2 separate regions of the Arachis hypogaea genome follow, and region 2 is linked to region 1. Evidence: chromatin contacts called from public Hi-C data. All regions are on one chromosome and are shown on one strand. The core of a region is the stretch at or near the end of the contact, and the rest is flanking DNA. Distances in the headings are between cores, read along the strand shown.

Region 1 (2,670 bases), core at 48-2,547:
AGAGAGAAAGAGAAAGGGATGAAAAGCTTTCTTATCTTTTTTATTACTATTATTCATATATATACAAGAATATTAGATACTCTAATCCTAATAGACATACTCTATTTAATCATTTATATACATCAGAGTACCTCAAGTGTACCTAAGAAGTACCTAATTAATAAAATAAAATACTATTTAATATATAACCTCAATTACAATAGACAAATTTAAATTCCACCACTGAAGACTAAGCATGTGGCATTTTATTCTCCATGGTTCATAAGCTCTTCTTACTTTATCTTGGCTTCTAAAGTTCAAAATGAAAGACATGAAATATGTACTAATGATTATCAAGCAAGATCTCCCCGCATCTAAAAGATGGTCTTTCGTACTGTAGTCATGTTGAGTAATTTTTTTGTGAATACTCTCCCGATCAGTTTCTAATTAACAGCAGCTTCCTATTGAAATGGGGCTCATCAAAGTGGACAACATCTTTCCCCATGCCTTCAATACCTTCCATGATTCTTCCTAAAAGGATGATTCATTGTAATAATTGTTAGCACTTTCTTTTTACAGGATGATGAACTTGTAGTGTTTACGAGAAATATAAATTTAGTGTATTAATGAGATCACCAGCTTCGCTTATCGAAAAAGTTAAACTCCATTGCTGGAGAAAAGGTTGATTTTGATAAGCATCTCATCTAAATACTCTCCATTGAAAAAGGGCTAGTTTATTTTGGGCTGATAAATTCTATGGGTCTTATTCACCAAAAAAGTAGTATGGGCCATGGCCCTAAGGTATACTGAAGAAAGCCAACAGAAAAAGTTTGTTAGTGAGTCAGAACAGTCATTCAAGTCTTAGTCCCCCAAGACCAAAAACCAAAAAAATAACTTAGACTAAACAAAAGAAGAAGAAGCAATTCATATACATCACCAAAAAAAAAAAAATCGTATTACTTTTACAATTTTAATTAAAATACGAAGTCAATTTCTACTTGGTTTGGTTTTCAATTTTTCATGTTGTTCCTATAAATAACCATAAATGAGGCAATATTCGGCAAGAAAATGCAGCAACTAAAATCAATATCATATGCAAACTCAACATTTTAAATAGAGATATATTTGTGTATATATATATATATTGAACGAAGCTGAAGTAGAATAAAAGAATAAAACACAGAGAACATAGAAGCAGGTGTAGCTGACGCATCTTCATCAAAGGTGTCACGGAAAAGGGAACACCAAAGTGGGAGGACACAAAATTTCTACCGTACGATTGAGCACACGTGTCGCCATCGTGGTGCAGGGTCCGTGTTTCCCAACTACCAGTAAGCATATACGGCTATGTTCACACGTGTCGAATTTCAGTTCATGGATACCCTTGTCCTCCTCAAATCATCATACATCATACATGCATTACAGGCAAATAAATTTTCTTACTTTTTTTTTATTTATTTTATAAAATATAATCTTATACCGTATAAATTCTTTTTTATATTTTTTTCATTTAAATTTTATATGATATAAATTATATTTTATAAAATCAATTTACAAAAATAATTATAATATATATACATTAAAAATCAATTATCAACTAATAATTACTTATTTATAGTATAAAATATACATTAAAAAATATAAAATAATATTTAAAAAAATTGAAAATAAAAAGAATTCATTTCCAACTACGAATTACGGACTCATTTGTGTGTATTTCTCGACCAATTCCGTTACGTTACCAACAATATTTCTGCCAACTTCTGCCAACTCTTGTTTATGATGGTGTTTAACGAAAGTGTCTTTACAGATGTGTCTAATAAAAATGTCTTTCTTATAACTGTGTTTAATGGAAGTGTCTTTTTATATATTTTATGAATGTGTCTCCTTATACATGTATTTAAAATATGATAAATTATTGTTGACAATAAGTTGGCAGATAATATATTGGTACCCTATACTTTTCCTTTCTCGACGTGCCCAGTCTTTTATTTTTCAACATCACTATTAAAAAGCTCTAGCGATAGAAAATAAGAAAAAAAATTTTCATGTTGAATCCGCCTATGGCATGCATATATACTTGTTTACTAGATTTATGTTCAATGATTAGTGCTCTATACTGCCATTGTTAAATCTGTTATGCCTTGTGATCAATTCTTGTATCCATTCTTGAGTCCTGTATATATAAGCAGCATATCAATTAGGCATGAGTAGAACTTTTGCATTCAACATTTCAGTAATGATTCCAATCACTTCCTTCTTTTCATTTAGCATTCTGTTTCTTTCACTCTATAGCACAAATTAAACATTTCCTCTCTAAGCAATAATAGTTGCGTTATCGTGCAGAAAAATACAAATGTTTGAACAAAAGTTGTGTTCGATTCGAGTTTTAACATGCTTATATAACATATTTTTTCAACTATAGTACTAATACCTTTGTTGTCTAATAATGTATATATATATATTATAAATAAATTTAGTTTTAATATATAAGATGAAAAAAAACAAAAATACTTATGCAAAAATTTACGTTTCAACAAAATAAAAAAATTATTAATGAATAAAAAATTTATAAGATATAATTATTTATATATTTTTATTTATCAGTTTAAATTTGAAGATAAATCATTTTTATTAAGACGATTAAAGTGTGATGCTCAGCCAATGAATACACAATGAGTTATTTTTTTT
Region 2 (2,670 bases), core at 112-2,611, 66 kb after region 1:
GCAGCTTTCTCCATCTTAGCATTCTTCCTCAGCTCCAAGAACCTCTTCTCTTGGCTAATAGGATCCTCCTTCAACACCATTTTTGACTTGTCCTTCACCCCAACCATGTCAAGGAAAGCCTTTGAATCCCTCTCCTTGTCCTTATAAAACAGCTTCTGATCTTGGTGATGTAAACCAGTTGATCCTGAAAGCATTTTCTTCAATTCCCCTGCCACCACCAACAACAAAAAACACACAATGAATTTTCAAAACTAGTTTGTAGATCAATGTATTTGGTAACAATTGTACTATCAAAATTCAAAATAACAGATACTTATTGAAGGAAATAGAGAATGATAAAGAGAGTTACCAAATGTAGCTTGAGAATTAATGTTGACTTCATGGTAAATTGAATTGTACTTGACTCTAACTCTAATTGTCGGTGGAGGAACTGAGTTCCGATCCGAGTCAGCAGTTCGCATCTGAACAAGCATTCCACCTGGCCTCATCTCCCACTCCTTGGAACCAGCCTCACCACCATTGCTCACCATTAATCCATTTGTCTTGTTGCTGTTACTCTCACCATTCCTCATCCTCATCATCTTTCTCACTATTCTCTCTTTTTTTGGTGTCTGGTTAATCAATGAATCCAAACAAAGCAAGAAACAAAGCAAGATAAGGTTATTGCTGTTGTTCTTTTTAGATCTCAGAGAAGAAGAAGTGAGATTCTTCTTCAGTTCACAGTTCAGAACCCGTGAAACAAATTATATAACTCAGCGACACAATTCACAGCAAAGAGCTGATAGAACATGTCTCAGAACCCAACTCTGACCCCAGCATTCCACCAAAGTCCAACTCCGACAAACACGCCTACAGCGAAAGAGAGAGAGAGATAAAGACACAAAAAAACAACAAAAGGTTTCAGCTTCAATATATATATAGAGAGAGAACAAAGATAAAGTTGCAGATTTTTTATTCTTTTTTCAGTTATGAATGGCTTATAAGGAAGAACAGCACCAACCCATTAATCACTGAAGCTCAAAGCAAAGATCTTTACACACAAAAATGTGGTTCATCAAACTTCAGAGTCATGGGAATTTTCCACCATAATATGAACTAAGAACATAAGAGAGAGAAAGAGAGAGAGAGAGAGAACAAGCTTTATTTTTTTTCCCTCCTCCTTAAATCAATGGCAAGTTGAAAACAATTGCAATGAGGAGGAATTGATTCTTCCTGGAGAAATTGAAGGGAGAGAGAGAGAGAGGAAAGAAAAAAATTGTAAAAAAAAAAGAAAGAAAAATGTTGTTGAATAAAAAAACGAGTGGCCAGCTAAGTATGCTGGCACCTTGTGACCTTCTTATATATACTAACATTGAATTATTTAATTCATATAATTTTACTTTTTTTTTTTAATGATTGCACTTGGAATATCGTGTAATTTAACGGGATCAATTATTCTTTTTGTTTTTGTTATTGTTATGGAACATCTAATGAAAGTAATGGTTGGTTCGGTCAAATTTTTTTTAAAGCTGTTTGTAATTTTAAAAAATATAAATTATTTTGTATTTGATAAATTAAAAAAGTTATCTATTTGTGTTTAATATGAGTATTTTTAGAATTATTTATAAAGATGTGGAAACTCAGGTGCAGTCGACTTCACGTGAAGTTGATATTGAGAGTTGTTAGATGATTTGACTGATTTAACTAAATTTTTATCTAACTGTTCTCAGATATCAACTTCACCTGAATTTTTACCTTATAAAGATATTTTAAAATTAGTTTATATATTAATAAATATATCTATTTACTTGTACTTTTTTACAGATTCTATAACTTATTGTAAGTCATTTTTATTTTAATTTATTAAATATAACTATCATAATTTTAAAAAGTAAAAAATTTATAAGACCAAACCTAAACAGTAAACATGTCAACTGACCAAATTGAAATTAAAAGTAATAAGTTTTCTTCCAAGTTTTTAACTTTTTTAATTAAAAGTAATAACTTTTTTCTACATCTCTGATCTCTTTACTATTTATAATTTTCTCCTAATCCTAATAATTAAAAGTTAACTAGCATGTACTTCAATTGACATGGAGTTGGATTAACTTAATTATAGGTATTATTCAAATATTATATATATAATATATTATTTTTGTCGTCCAAATAAAATTCGAAAAAATAATCGAAATAGTCTATCATAAATTCCTTCTAGATTTGAATAGAATTACATCTAGTAAAAAAAGATAAAAAAAAGTAAGCAGTAATTATTGCACAAAGTAATGACTAGAAAATAAGAGTTTGATAATAATAAAAAAGATCATAAAAAAAATACAAAAAATTACGTAAAGAAATATGAATATTTAATATTTAATTAAGGTATTAAAATATTTAATTTTTGAGAATTTAGTTCATAATTTCATAATCAACGTGAACGCTTTGAAGAGAAAAAAAATAAATGAAAGAAAAAATGTTGGGTCGTCGCCAAGAGTAAGAGAATCAAAGAGAGAAAGCCGCCAATTCCAAAGCTTCAGAAAATGGTTAAAAATCCGACAGAGTAAACTGAAGTATGTTTGAGAGTTTTTGAGCTTTTGATTCATCATAACAATGGGCACGTGCCACTGCAGGGGCAGTTAGGGAATTTAGAGTAGGCTAATCATATCTAATTATAGGTACAATGGACACGTGTCG

Evidence for each region. A called contact is a pair of places that touch in the nucleus more often than the background predicts.
Region 2: a contact with region 1 is called in a Hi-C map of leaf, with 2.5 times the contacts expected there. The contact joins the promoter of LOC112751728 here to the enhancer-like site in region 1. A contact is called at or near these places in 4 of 8 Hi-C or Micro-C datasets (leaf and an unstated tissue).

What each region holds. Positions count from the first base shown.
Region 1 is chr15:157,279,959-157,282,628 of arahy.Tifrunner.gnm2.J5K5, forward strand. No RefSeq gene overlaps it. Among protein-coding and RNA genes, the nearest start is that of LOC112749414, 13 kb to the left of the region's middle. Within about 2 kb of position 1,298, at least 3 of the 3 cell types and tissues checked have open chromatin away from gene starts, as enhancers often do.
Region 2 is chr15:157,345,668-157,348,337 of arahy.Tifrunner.gnm2.J5K5, forward strand. It overlaps LOC112751728 (BAG family molecular chaperone regulator 2), which reads right to left and starts at 1,362. Exons shown (of 5, transcript XM_025800954.3): 1 at 1,001-1,362; 2 at 350-849; 3 at 1-208. The coding sequence starts at 581.